5 separate regions of the Mus musculus genome follow, and regions 1, 3, 4 and 5 are each linked to region 2. A link is a contact called in public Hi-C, HiChIP or PLAC-seq, capture Hi-C and promoter capture Hi-C data. All regions are on one chromosome and are shown on one strand. Each heading gives the region's core, a stretch centred on a gene start, on an enhancer-like site or on the middle of the called end of the contact. The rest is flanking DNA. Distances are from core to core; before and after follow the strand shown. Region 1 overlaps Aig1 (androgen-induced 1). Region 2 overlaps Hivep2 (human immunodeficiency virus type I enhancer binding protein 2). Region 3 overlaps Hivep2 (human immunodeficiency virus type I enhancer binding protein 2). Region 4 has its middle 84 kb from the start of Gm51759. Region 5 has its middle 52 kb from the start of Gm51759.

Region 1 (2,700 bases), core at 120-2,619, 140 kb after region 2:
TAGTCCATCAGTCTCATACTGTCCCAAACGGAAATGACCCTGGGCCCACATACATCCTCTTAATCTAAAAGCACATACTAATGCCTTTATAAGTAAGTGCCTATATAAAAAAGGTACTTACTTTTTCCTTTAAAAGCAGGTCATGATAAAGGAGAGAGGCATGCCTGTAGTTCCCTTGTTCCATGCCATCTCCTAGTTGGTGTTCTGTGAGGCATGCAGAAGGCTGTTCATAAGGGTGTGTGGCTCCAACTTGACGAAATTTGTCCTTGTTTCCCAAAGGTATAGAACAAAAATAAACACTTGTTTGCATTCCTCATACAAACGAGAACTCTCACATTCTCTTTTTTTCTGTCACTATGAAATTATGAAGTATCTTAGGTATTTTTAATGTATCTAAGATCCATGCTGCCATTTCACTTGGATGGTAGTGGGATTCTTGTAGCACTAGTCATATACTTTCTCAAACTGAAAGGACCTAGAGCCCACATAAATCTACTTAATCTAAAGGCATATATTCTGTAGTTAATAAATAACTACACAACAAAAATTGTGTAATAATAAATAACAAAAAGCAAACTTGAAAATATGATTCAACTACTTGTGGGAGTTTACCACGTACACTGGCAAACTCCAAGGTGTTCTATTTGAAGGTCAGTATAATGTGGAAGTCGCCAATTGGAGCAGATAATGTCTGAGAAGGGGCAAAACCTTATAAAACTTATCTTGAAACATTTGCCTAGGAGGTCCTATTTCCCATGATAAAGATCAGTATTTAGAGACAGTTTTGCCTTCATCTACACCTGAATTATATAGACAGAATGTTGGAAAGAGCATGTCATAGATTTAAAATACTTACAAGAGACATTTCTGAGGTTAGGGGTTCTTAGCTAATTGGCTTTATTCATGCAATTTCGCATTCACTTTCTGTTGCCGTGTACACGTCCCACACAGGTTCTGGGTTGTTGTCTGATTTTAGGTCACATATCAGTTAAGATCCCATCTGATCCTGACTCGGGTCAAGAGCATCTTTGATTTAGGTTTTAGATTCTGTAGCCCTTTAATGATGTCATCCGGTGCTGAAGCCATCTGTGAGATAAATTGTCTTGATAAGTAAAAACTTGGAATGTATTTTATGGTATTAGAAGATTTAATTCACTTTTACAAACATTTCTACTCCTAAATGCATCCTCCCTTCCCCTGCATAATGACTCCCTGCTATTAATGTGCTGAAACTACACATCATATATTTGGCAAATACAGACACTAGTATGTTGGAGGTTAGGCCTGTCTGGACATATTCTAGACAGCAAATGCACAACCATTTAACAGCCTGCATTTCCTCACTTACAGTTTACTTAGAGTTTGTAGCTAGTGGTTAATCAATAAATACTTGTTTAAGCGATCAATAGTGGTTTTAATTCCAGGTTAACAAGGATCCCTGCTGCACTAACAGTTTATATGAACTCTATAAACGTCTCCACTTTTTGAGTAGTTCGTGGTGTCAGAGTAGGACCCTCCCAGTAGCTGTGGACATGGAGGCGGAACACTGGCAGGTTGGGCACTTCCTATCATCATTTGCTCCAGAGAAGGGAGTCCGTGGAAAGTTGGCTGCTGTCCCCTTACTGAGTTTTTATGCAGTGTGGTTTGACTGTACCCTTGCCTGTGGGGAACATATGTCAATACCTTCTCTAGGTAACTGTCCACCTTGTACTTAAATATTGTTACGATTTTCCTTGACAAGTCTTGTCTTCCCATGCTGCTTATCATAGCATATTATTTCTGACTGAAAGGATTATCATTCTTTTGTTATGGCCAAATGTATCTCTTGCTAGTGCTGACTTATGGCTCGTTCCATAGATTTCCAGTAATGAGACGGAGTGCTATGAGGTAAACATCTGCGCACATGAGCGGGGGGGTTTTAAATCACAGCCTGCAAACCACGGAGCTTCGTGGTGCAGTTAGTCCATCTCCTCAGAAATGCCTGTGGTAAAGGCTTCTTGAAAATGGCCAGGCTCCAAGCAGGTCACTTAGGTGACACTTTCAGTCATTTGCGTGATAGGTCCATGTTGGCTTGGTGAGGCTGACCTCCACGGGTCAGGGAGGACAATTCACCAGCCGGGGAATTGATGGACATAGTCTCAGCGGGAGGGAGCATGAAATACTTTTAAACACATTGATGACTTTGCAGTGTAGCATTTAAACATGTAACCGGTCATGGATCCCCCAGTCACGGATGACCGCCCACTTTGTGACTGTGCAATGGCTATAAGATGTTCAGACGTGCCTGGGGGGAAGACCGTGAAAACAAACGCACGGCAGATCTCTGCGGAGCTCTCCTGTCCGGCTCTGCAGTGAGTCGCTTACCTCGTGCTGCTGAGTTACTTTTGGCCTTCGCTCTTGATCCCATGACAGGAGAAGACATGCATTACTAAGGAGTCAGAGAGCTGTGGAAGGGGGGACTTCCTCAAAGAGCTTGTGTTACAGTCCCTCTGGGTGATGGTGTGTCTCTCCTTCCCATGTGTTGCCCAACTCCTTCAGGAAGCTCCCCCCTCCCACACAGACACTGTAGGGGCTGGTTTCCAGTAAGAAGATCACTGCAGCTTTTGGGAACTAAAAACAAAACAGCCATTCCTGCACTGCGAGGCTTCATATGATGGGAGGAAAAAATACAGGAGGGGCCAGAGTTCATACCACTTTCCT
Region 2 (2,700 bases), core at 181-2,680:
AGCACTGACTGCTCTTCCAGAGCTCCTGAGTTCAATTCCCAGCAACCACAGGGTGGCTCACAACCATCTGTAATGGGATCCGATGCCCTCTTCTGGTGTGTCTGAAGACAGCTACAGTGTATTCATATACATACATACATACATACATACATACATACATACATACATACAAACATACATACATACAATCTTTTTTTAAAAAAAAAGTATTTCCTCCAAACTAGGCATATCTATTCATGGATGAAATGAAGCACATATATTTGAGCCACAAATATAGATCAAATGTTGGTTTGGATAAATATTATAAAAATTCTAATTTGGTACCACTCAGAAGGGCTCCTCATAAAATGGTTTTCACACAAGTGTATGTTACTCTCCTGACAATTATGAGATTTAGTTAATGAGTCTAAGGATCCTACTTAGCACCTCGAACAAGAAGGTGCATAAAAACTGGAGATTATTGTTAATTCAAATCTGGAGTAATTGATCCTTATTAATCGACTACTAAATAAATATCTGCATAATGCTAATGTCATACACGGACAAGCTGGATTTAGAAGTGGTTAAATCATACAGAAAAGCAATGGACAATGGGCTCAAACATAGTGTAACCTCAAAGATGAAATTCACATGTACTTCAATAGTTTACAGGACATCCAATGTACCTCCTGCCTATGTCAGTACAAGGACAAGAAAATCACCTCCCAAATTTAATCTTTTACTAATGTAACATTCTTCTATTCCACTGAGATTTTAATTCCCATGGTCTTGTTTGCTCTTCAAATTGTTAAACAATCAAGATTGCATCATGGGTGCAGCTGAGTGGTAGCAAGCTTGCCTAACATTCTTTAGGCTCTGTGTTTGATAAGGTGTGCTAGCATGTGGTAATGCCTACACAATGATGTCAGCCCCCCTCAACTACAACTTGCCCTGATTTTTATGCTCCAAGTTTATTTCCCTGAGTAGCCTTCTATAATCTGTAGAAGTTCAAAAGAAACAAAACTATCCTCCCACAGATACACACCAGAAAGAAAAAAACAAGCAAGCAAGCAAACAAACAAACCAAAGACATGATTTCAAGACCCACAGGTCTTACTTAAAACTCTTCTCAAATAGCCTTAAAGTTCTTCACTGCATAAATCAGTTGACAGTTCCCAAGGCTAATGACATCATATGCTACACACATGGGCTAATCATGTGAGGACATTTAAGCTACGCTTTCAAAAGCATAGGTCAGTGTAGCAGAACACAGAGAGTAAAGTGCGTGTTCCACAATATTCCTGGGGTTTAATAGAAACTACTACACAGTATTTTCATCTAACTAAAACTCTGTCAAGTGTTTGACATAAGAAACCTCAGTAGACCTCCCAGTGAACTTTGGCATTTTGGCCGTGTGGCCAGAAGAACAGTCTCCCATGACAAAGCCTATTCATGAGTCAGCCAGGGAAATAAGCACAATGCTTGCTTAGCTGACGGCTCTTCCCTTTATCGTACTGGCAAGCATGCGCGACACGGGCATCCGCGGTACTAAATTATAGATTGTATATCGTTCTAAAATGCAGTTTCAAGGGTTATGTAAACATGTCTTATTAATAAGCCTAGGTTGACGTGCTTTGGTTTCCGTTGTTTGAAGTCTACCAGGGAGAAAGAGATCAGCAAAATATCTGCAAATTCGAGATAATACATCCACAGCTACTGATGTATTACTGTCCTAAGTTTGCAAAATGGTTCATATTTAAAAAAAAAAAACACACAGAAAGAAAAGAAAACCTCACTTTACCTAAACAATGGCTTAAATGACTATGAAGGGGTCTGTCCTGCAGGGTCCCCAGGCCTGATATTTAGGTTTTGCCCCAGATGCCCTTGTCAGTATTTCCACAACAAAGTCAAAGGTGGCCTTTGGAAGGAGGGTTAAAGAGGAGGCTTCCTGTCAGGGCTTTACAACAGAGAATCAACAGAGGCCCTGTGAGGTCAGCATTATTCAGCACTGGGGCCTCCTTTCCGGGACCCCTCCGGATGCTCGGGGTCCCCAGGCTGGGCGGTCCGCGGCCAGTGCTCACCCTGGCTTTCCGCCCAGGCAGCCCCTGCCAGGCCTTGCACCCAGAGCCCTTGCGCAACCAGGGTGCTCCGCATGGGCCCCGAAACTAGGCCGGCTGCTAGAGCAGCGAGCCCCACTTTCTCCAGGCAGGAAGTGGGGAGGCGGAGAGCATTTCCTGTTGTGCACTGACAGCCAGGGAGACGTCATCGCAGTCAGCGCCTTCGGATGGCCGCCCCTGGGCCAAAGGTCAGCTGCCGGCAGGGCGGGGGCTCGCAGGCGGGGGCGTGCGCTGAGACTCCCGCTGCAACGCTGCGCCTCCCGGGTCTGCAGTCCCACAAGAGGCCACCTGACGCCTTACGGTCCTGCAGGACTCAACTCCCGCCCACCAACCCCCGCCCGGCCCCAGCAAGAAGAGGCATGCATCTTCAGAGGCTGAAGAAGCACTTTCCTTGCCCGATCCTGATTGCAGTTTCCCTAATAGGACTCTCTACCAGGAATCTTTTTTTTGTTTGTTTTGTTTTGTTTTGTTTTGTTTTTCGAGACAGGGTTTCTCTGTATAGCCCTGGCTGTTCTGGAACTCACTTTGTAGACCAGGCTGGCCTCAAACTCAGAAATCCACCTGCCTCTGCCTCCCAAGTGCTGGGATTAAAGGCGTCCGCCAC
Region 3 (2,700 bases), core at 136-2,635, 160 kb before region 2:
AGCACTGACTGCTTTACTGAAGACACTCTTCATCTACACACAGAAACAGATATGCATAAGAAAATGAGGCTGTAACTGTAATATATTTCCCTTTTGAACCATACTCCAGTTCCAGTCCTCAAAAATGGTGACTGACTGAATAAAGACACTTTTAAATTCTACTATCTATTAAAATGAACCAGATAGTGTTAGAGGAGGAATCCTAGTGGTGTGTGTTTCTCCATCTAAACCTTCTCTCTGGCTCTAAGTTCAGACTAAACCAATTATATCTTATGTCATCCTGGGTGTCATAGTCCCTTCACCCCAGTCATTGCCCTGTAAAGCTTCCATCAAGGTGTGCAAAATGACAAGGTAGCAGGACAGAATTTCTGTGACAAGGGACAATGGCTGGTCATAATCCTTTCTATACATTTTTTTAGAGAGAGGAAAGTCTTCATCCTACAGAGCAGTCAGAAGGGACACCTGTCAGAGCATGGTCAGGTCTATTTTTCTCTGACCAGAAATGTCTCTTTCACACATCACAGAAAGATATAGTTGTCACTGCCATCCAGAGGCGACCAGTCAACACAACATGAGGACTCAGGACAGGGCTCCTGCTTGAATCCCAGCTCTGCTGCCTCCTATGAGAACAAGCAGCAAGGGGGCATTTTTTCTTTAAAGATAACTGGACTGGGTAGCAAGCCAAAGGATTTGGTGGGGATGAAGGATGAGCTCTGTGAGGCATCCAGAGATTTTAGGAACAAAATGAAATGAAATAAAACCACACAAAAATTTAGGAAAAACTCAGTAACTGGTGAAACTTATTTTCTTGTTTGGCACTAAATTTCTTAATTAACTTTGTAGGGATTCAAAGGTCCAAAATAAATGAATTATTTTATTCTGTTTTATTTTATTCTTAATTAGTTAATGAATTCCTTGGCCTGAGTTTAACAGCATGTTAAATCAATGGCTTTGTTTTCATGACATGGTAACCTGAATGTGTTCCATTGACTCATAGAAGCCAGTTATGGTCTGCTTGGCCAAAAGCTGACTCAAAAGCCTCAGGAAGGAGGGATCAGGACTAGTTTAGCGCACCCTGCCAGCATCACCATGTCTCTGTCACAGGAATCATCAGAGGGATTTCCAGCTTCCTAGTAACTATATAGTGACTTAGGTAGCACAAGATATAGAAACTTGCAGAGATGTGATGTTTTTTTTCCCTAGCTTGCTAATTTACTAGCTTGAAATCAGCCGGGTGCAGACATCAGGGCACATCTCTGCAGGATTGCAACATCAAGATGAACTTTGCTCCCGGTTTATGAAAAAAGGATGATGAGGATACTGCAAGGAAGGCTGGGAGATTTCCTACAGTTTGAGAATGGCAGTGTAAGCTCATGAATCAAGATAGCAGTAGGCAATGAGAGAGAAGGGACTGGCTACCAGGGCAGGAGCAGACAGAGCGAGGAGTTAGCAGTGCCTTCTATGCCTGAGAAAGACCATGCTATGCCAGACAGAAAACAGAGGAAAGAGGGCAGGAAGGAAGATCTGGAAACTAACACCACTTTTAAAGCAAACAAACTCAGAAGGCAGCATGCCTCTGTGCTCTCTGCCTGCTCTTTGACAATCCTACCCCAATGGAAAGAGACACCATGATCTGCCAGGCTGCTGTGCAATGAGGAGAGGAGGGGCTCCGTTGTAGCTTTTCAGTAAAGCTGTGGTTTCAGTGTGGCCCATAGCCACTACTGCTGTCATCTTACTTAATAATACAAGAAAAAGGTGGACCCCTCAGAATATTCTCTGGAGCCCTCTGACAGCTCATTCTCTGGCCCGAATTCTCCCTCAGCATCTACACCTGGTGCTAACAGCAACAACAGGAAAAAAAAGTGCAGAAACCTTTATGTCTTTACCTTATGGGCTACTAGAGTGTCACACCACCTTTTCCCAGGCCCTGACCATTTGCACATGTACACATGTTGGGCAATGTAATGAGTATATTTTAAAAATCATTTTGGAAGTCAAGGACGAAGCCTGCATCAGAGTCCTCCCCTGCTGAAGTGTAAATATCACTAACAATTTACTGTCTTCATGTTTGTCTTCATAAGCATGCCATACCTGGGGCGTCACCTAAGGGTTTTGGCTCAAGTCTATAGTTATGCTTGCGAAACATTCGGAAGGCTTCTCCTGTTCCTACCTGCAAGTTCACTCCTGCTTTGATACAATCTTATACTTGGAATAATGCCACAGCCATGTCACCAACACGATGTGTGATAAAATGTCTCCCTGCTATTTGTATTAATAGGTTCATTACACCCACATTATAATAAATGCCTTATAACTATCCTATAGGAGGTTCTAATGCTCTGCAGCTCTGGTGAAGAGAACTCAGGCTATACTTACAGGAGGCCCCAATACAATTGGCTCTGTTTGTAGATACTGTCCCATGGATAATGGAGGGTTAGGATATAAAGCCCTTCTGGGAGACGGTGCTCTGATGGTGGTCATATATCTTCTCTCTCTTCTGGGAGAGAGATCTCTTCTTGCTGTAATGTCCTTTCCAGGAGACAATGGTCTCCTTGGGGACAAGTGCCTTCTTGGTGAGGCATCCCCTTGGGACATCTCTCTCCTCAATGCAGCTTCTTTTCTTGGTGACAGATGCCTCATCGGCGACAGGTCTCGTCTAGGTGATAAATGTCTTCTGGGTGACAAATCTCCTTTGGGTAT
Region 4 (2,700 bases), core at 169-2,668, 230 kb before region 2:
CTGGGGTACACTAGGTGAGTGCCCATGACTGAGCCCCATGCTAGCCCTGCCCTGTAAACATCTCTAAACACTCCCTGCATGCCATACACCAAGGATACAACAGGGAAGTAGTAACCAAGGGACCATGATACCATGGGGCTTCTGTCCTACAAAAAGAGACTCCGAGCAAGGAACACCAAGGGGTTCTGAGTAAGCTGTGACGCAGGACAAGAATCCAAACCTCATCCAGTGACAGGAGGGAGCTGCTGACTGATCCTACATCACTTACGTGCTGTGTGCACTTTGAGTAGAGTAAGGGAGCTGGACTGCTCTTCACACAAAGTAGGGCACAACACCTGGCTTAGGTCAGTATTCCTGAGTGTGACACATTCCTGTTCCCGCGATGCAAGAAACTCAAAGGACCAGAGCCTGTCATCTACTTGTTCATCACCATCCCAGGGCTTAGTATAATGCCTGAAATAAAAGAGGTTCTCCACAAATACTTATTAAATTACCAATTTTTAAAAAAAGAATATCACATTGTGGCTTGTATTGTAAAGGAAATGAACAGGATCCTGGGAAAGAAAAGAAATAAGAGGAGACACAGGAATGCCATGGAGGGAGGGACACAGGAAAGCCATGGAAAGATGGGACTCAGGAATGCCATAGCTAAGAAAAGTATCTTTGTGAGGAGCTAGGAGGAGAATTCTAGAAAAAGTAACAAGTCCAAATGTACTGTGTGAAGAGATGCTTGCTGTGTGATGGTCATTGGTGTCCCCACATATCCTGCGGTGCCACCATTGCTGCTTGCTGCTTTTCCTTGTCTTTCCCATTTCATCTGTGTCCCTACAAGGCAGTGCCTGGTTGTTCTCAGTTGGACTATCTCTCCAGCCGAACACCTCCTGTAAGCAGGAGTGTTGAAATGTAGGCGCACAGGAAGTGGTTCCTCAAACACTCCCACTTGCCAAGGGACCTGGCAAGCTGCCATGTCATCACTCCAGGGTTCCCACGCATCTCTCCTTGCTTCAACTCCTCGAGATTTCATGTTCCTTCCTGGGGACAGCTTGCGATTTCCAGAACATGTTCTTGTGTTTAAAGGAAGAGGTTGGGTTTTGGGATCATAAAACTCACTTCTTGTGAGAGATTTTTATATTCTGTCTCCATCCATTGAGACCATAACTCTTTAGAAATGGTGACATGTTTGCAGAGGAGATCTGTATTTATCTTCTAGCAATACATAAAGCGGACTTCTCTCTGTTTTATGTTTGGGACCATGTGGAGCGTAGAAGCATTTACCTGTGACTAGAAAAACAGGAAAGAGCACAGGCTTTGGACTCTTGCGAGAGGTAATTAAGTGGTCAGGAAACAGATGTGCCCAACTAGAGAGTGAGACACTTCAGCCTCCATGATGCTATTTCCAAAATTGTCCCCTCCCACCATCTGTCTTTGCAGATTTGCGGTTTCCTAGCCGTGCTGGGGAACATAGTGAGTGATGGCTCTGCCATTCTCCCATAACCAGTGAGAAATAAAGGAACAAGAAAGGCTCTTCATAAGAGCTCTGGCTTCATTGTCACACATGCGTGAATCCAGGGTGCATTTTTCAGGTTGGGAAATACAATTCTTTGTGGGGCAGGTAACATGATTACATCGCACAATCTCTTCTACTGGAAGGCTGCATCAGTTCCCTGTGTTCTCAGTGAGAACTCGAAGGATGCTCTTGAGATCAGGGGTTCTAGTCCCAGGGATAGCCTTTTGTGCTGGCCTCAGCATCCTTGCATATTAAAAAAAAAAAAGGCCTTAGGCCTGGTGTTCAGCTCTCAAACATTCCACGAATCGCTTTAACAAGCACAGACTTGCGGGTGCTCTTCTGGCACTCCCAGAGAGGAATTTTCCCTGTTGGGGTTGTGTTTGGGGAGTGCTGTTTGGTGTTGCTATATCAGTAGCGCATATCTAGTGCACATATCTCACTGTGGCAGATCCAGATGGGATTACTTTTATTATATTGTTAAAGGAAAATATGTGTACACATATCTACGCAAACACATAGGCACACAAAACCGACCCTTGAGTACCACTAGACCGATGCGGTGGAACATCTTGCTCACCTGAAACAGTCCAGAGTCACAATAACTAATGACAATTAGGCTGCAGGTAGAACTAGATGATAGCCTGCTGTCTAACTTCAGCTCTTTCCTCACCGAGGAACTGAGGAAAGCCATGGTCAGACCCAGCTGGGCAGATAGTTCCCTCATGATGCTGCTCTTTCTCTTCCCAGAACAGGACAGGACCTTTGCAGTACTCTGGACCAGTGTACAAGTGACGTTCTTTAAAGACTGATTTGGAGAATTTGCTAGTGTCATCTATGATTTCACAGCATCACACATTAAAGTTCAGCGTCTTCATCAGCCGTCTTTATATAACTCGTGCTATTTCGAGTTCTACTTGCGAATGCACAGACTCAGGCAAACGCAAGACTGTGGAGAGCCTGGCTTGTCTCCAGGGCCCACTCTCCAATGTGGAATCACTGCCACTTGCCTGTTACAAAATACCTTCTTTTCCTCTCCACACAGCTATGGAAAGGCTTTCCGAGACCACCCTGACTGTTGGAGAGAAAAGGACATCTGAACTGAGTGCTGTCTTGAGAATTATCCCCACTGTGTGGAAACCATTACCCCAGGGGTACATCCTGAGCCTCAGCGGCCAATGATCCCAGAAAGATAG
Region 5 (2,700 bases), core at 19-2,518, 200 kb before region 2:
TGCAAATAAAACCATAAATAAATAAATAAATAAATAAATAAATAAATAAATAAATAAATAAATAAGTGTTATAACAATTTTAAAAAGAAACCCCAAAAGGCTAGACTTATATGACACCCGGACCTCATTTCAGCATAGGATGAACAGCAGGTGTTTGTTTCTCCATCTCAAAGGTGACATGGCCACCAATGGAACTGAAAGGCTGTGACATTACTGCCACCAAAACTTAAAAGAGAAAAACAACTGTAGCACAGGGAAGATTGCTTGAAAAGTGTCACAGAGAAACGTACATGAATTTTTAAAAGCACTATATTCAGTGCCTTGAAAAATAAGCAAAAGAATCGCCTATTATTCCTTCATGAGCTAGTTGAGGCACTGAATTGCAGGAGGAGGCACAGCTATGAGCACTCAGATCAGTTATTGCACATAAAAGAATTCAATGTTCCCATTAACTAAACACGGGGAGTCTTTGTTCTCCATATGCTGTATCTGTGCTCTGTGTTCTCGCTTCTCATCGCAATCACCCAGAAGGCCCAGATCTTGGAGAACAGGGATGATTCTGCATCTAACATCTTGGCGTCCAATTTGGATCCCCAGGAATTGAATTCCTGAGGGGAAGTTTCATCCAAATGAAGCCCCCACAGGCAAAACTTGGAGAGTGCCAGCTTCAGCTAGCTTTCCGAGCTCCTGCGGCAATGCCCAGAAATGCAGGCAAGCATCGAGGGATGCCAATGAGCCAAATGTGTTTCACAGATATACCCACACTGTGAACATGCCAGGGAGTGTCTGCAGGTGTCCGTGACAGCCCAGGCTGCTCCATCGCAGACCCTAGGAAGCCCCATCACTTGAGATCTAAAACTGGCCAGAGAGGAGACTGCAGTCTACCCAGTAACCCCCCCCCCCCCAGGCTGTTCACAGAGGGATTCCCACAGCGTGCCCTCATTCGGAAGGTCTCTTCCTTTTGTGGAGATCGCAGGATCTGCAGTCAGGGAGCCTCCTGGGATGAACAGAAGGACTGGGTCTGTGCGTGTTCACACATCTCATTCACTCACACTTCAAAAGCTTCAGCTTATGTTAAATTTTTAGCTCTGATTCTCCAATCCAGTTTTGAAGCTGGCAACAGTGCATCCGAGTTCAGGTATAATATAGCGCCCCTTCCTGCCTCCCACTTCCAACCCTATCTGGCAAGGCTGCCACTCACACACGTTCCTCGTTCCTCCTTTCAACACAGACCTGGCGCCTTTCATGCTTTCCTCAGCAAATGATGTATGGTGGCTGAGCTAAATATGGAGACGGGGTTACAGACATATTTTGTTCCTGTTAAATGCCCTGCTTCTTGCGGGATGCTTCGCATCCACTTTCTGGTTCCTGTTCCCTCAAAACTAGGGGTCTATGGGTGGAGTTCAGAGAGGAAGAGCAGACCTCATAGTTTCAGGCCTAGAGTCCCCCGTTTACCTGCTCCCTCCTCTTTGCATAAAACCAGTCATTTCTGTGAGTCCAACAGGCTCCTTGAAAGCGGCACACCTATTGTCTGGTGGTCAAGTGGAGAAATTAACGATTTTGTGAAACAGCACTTCCAGGGAAACCAATTTTATTTTTGTCTAACCTAAAACATATTCTTTATTTTTGATAATTTCATACATATACACAATTAAATAGGATGATATTTGTTCCTCATTTGTTTTCTGCAAGTCCTCCTATCCTCTCCTCGCCTACCTCCAACAAGCTGACCGTGGGGTTTTGTGACAAATCAGACATATTAGCTTTGGAGATGAGTACACCCAGATTTGTCTTCTCTTTCTTCCTCTTGTGGTCTGTGCCCATGGACAAACTGTTTACAATTGGAGAGTCTCTGTTTCCCACTCAAGGGACCTATTGCATCTGGGGCTCTAACATGGGGAAACTTGGACTGATGATACAGTATAATGGTACAACAGTGCCTTATGTGCACAAGGCCTTGAGGGAGAGGGGGAGGGGGAAAGAAGGACGGGAGAGGGAGAGGGATAGCCTACATTCAAGCCCCTGCTTGAAAAGCCCCCACATTTGGAATTTGTTCTACTATTTCCTCATGCTTAGATTTGTTTTAAGATGGAGGCAAGAATACTACAAACTTGATACATGCTCATGGCATCTCACCCAGTGCCACAGAATGTCACTCTGTCCCTTCACAGAGGGTGCTCATTTGTCTATGCTCACTACCAGGTCTTTCCATTTAAAGGGGATATCTTCTTTTATGTGTAATAAAGATTATCCAGTGGCCTACAGTTTGAAATACCATGAAATTTAGCTCCTCTGGAGTTATTCAAGTAGTGGCTTTCTATTCTATTAATGGGCTATTTATTTATTTATTTATTTAGTGTTTATTTGCATGAGGCTTGCAAATTTATTTTTTAGGCTTTGCCTCTGTCTCTCTGTCTCTCTCACTGTCTCTGTCTCTCTGTCTCTGTCTCTCTCTGTCTCTGTCTCTCTCTGTCTCACACACATGCACACACACACACACACATCACTGCACAGTGACACATATTTTTAAGCAATCTGATATCACTATTGGATCTTTGGTACTGAACAAATTGATAGAGACATGCTTGCCTTTGAAATGGATCTTCACAAAATTTCAACTGTTTTTGTTGATTATGGTTCTTTTAACACAAATATCTAACTTGGCCACATTCTAGCTTAGATAAAATATTACACTGCTTT

The links. Hi-C and Micro-C count contacts between places; a contact is called where the count stands out from the background. HiChIP or PLAC-seq counts read pairs in DNA pulled down with a chosen protein or histone mark. Capture Hi-C pulls out chosen DNA fragments and counts their contacts.
Region 1: a promoter capture Hi-C map of adipose tissue shows a contact between it and region 2. The contact joins two enhancer-like sites. A contact is called at or near these places in 1 of 484 Hi-C or Micro-C datasets (liver), 3 of 115 datasets of contacts at active chromatin or transcription factors (CD8 T cells, effector CD8 T cells and memory CD8 T cells) and 1 of 9 other capture datasets (adipose tissue).
Region 3: a Hi-C map of muscle stem cells shows a contact between it and region 2, with 2.3 times the contacts expected there. The contact joins two enhancer-like sites. A contact is called at or near these places in 1 of 15 datasets of contacts at CTCF or cohesin (the NIH/3T3 cell line), 4 of 484 Hi-C or Micro-C datasets (cerebellum, cerebral cortex, muscle stem cells and 1 more) and 1 of 115 datasets of contacts at active chromatin or transcription factors (fibro-adipogenic progenitors).
Region 4: a contact with region 2 is called in an H3K4me3 HiChIP or PLAC-seq map of forebrain, with 4 times the contacts expected there. The contact joins two enhancer-like sites. A contact is called at or near these places in 16 of 484 Hi-C or Micro-C datasets (B cells, Kupffer cells, adipose-derived mesenchymal stem cells and 11 more) and 5 of 115 datasets of contacts at active chromatin or transcription factors (the 230-238 cell line, PVALB interneurons, embryonic basal ganglia and 2 more).
Region 5: a contact with region 2 is called in a capture Hi-C map of bone marrow-derived macrophages, with 7 times the contacts expected there. The contact joins two enhancer-like sites. A contact is called at or near these places in 2 of 484 Hi-C or Micro-C datasets (bone marrow-derived macrophages and brown adipocytes), 2 of 115 datasets of contacts at active chromatin or transcription factors (embryonic forebrain and microglia) and 1 of 9 other capture datasets (bone marrow-derived macrophages).

What each region holds. Positions count from the first base shown.
Region 1 is chr10:13,837,605-13,840,304 of GRCm38.p6, reverse strand. The region is part of intron 1 of Aig1 (androgen-induced 1); the gene reads left to right. Among named protein-coding and RNA genes, the nearest start is that of Aig1, 30 kb to the left of the region's middle. Within about 2 kb of position 1,369, at least 35 of the 459 cell types and tissues checked have an H3K27ac peak or open chromatin away from gene starts, as enhancers often do. A contact at or near this core is called in adipose tissue and liver, where this site is marked.
Region 2 is chr10:13,982,566-13,985,265 of GRCm38.p6, reverse strand. All of the region lies in intron 1 of Hivep2 (human immunodeficiency virus type I enhancer binding protein 2), which reads right to left. Among named protein-coding and RNA genes, the nearest start is that of Hivep2, 18 kb to the right of the region's middle. Within about 2 kb of position 1,430, at least 300 of the 459 cell types and tissues checked have an H3K27ac peak or open chromatin away from gene starts, as enhancers often do. A contact at or near this core is called in the 230-238 cell line, PVALB interneurons, adipose tissue and 7 more, where this site is marked.
Region 3 is chr10:14,143,631-14,146,330 of GRCm38.p6, reverse strand. Hivep2 (human immunodeficiency virus type I enhancer binding protein 2) reads right to left here. Exons shown (of 9, transcript NM_010437.2): 8 at 2,377-2,700. Among named protein-coding and RNA genes, the nearest start is that of Gm51759, 18 kb to the right of the region's middle. Within about 2 kb of position 1,385, at least 10 of the 459 cell types and tissues checked have an H3K27ac peak or open chromatin away from gene starts, as enhancers often do. A contact at or near this core is called in muscle stem cells, where this site is marked.
Region 4 is chr10:14,210,384-14,213,083 of GRCm38.p6, reverse strand. No RefSeq gene overlaps it. Among named protein-coding and RNA genes, the nearest start is that of Gm51759, 84 kb to the right of the region's middle. Within about 2 kb of position 1,418, at least 54 of the 459 cell types and tissues checked have an H3K27ac peak or open chromatin away from gene starts, as enhancers often do. A contact at or near this core is called in the 230-238 cell line, PVALB interneurons, bone marrow-derived macrophages and 4 more, where this site is marked.
Region 5 is chr10:14,178,054-14,180,753 of GRCm38.p6, reverse strand. No RefSeq gene overlaps it. Among named protein-coding and RNA genes, the nearest start is that of Gm51759, 52 kb to the right of the region's middle. Within about 2 kb of position 1,268, at least 38 of the 459 cell types and tissues checked have an H3K27ac peak or open chromatin away from gene starts, as enhancers often do. A contact at or near this core is called in bone marrow-derived macrophages, where this site is marked.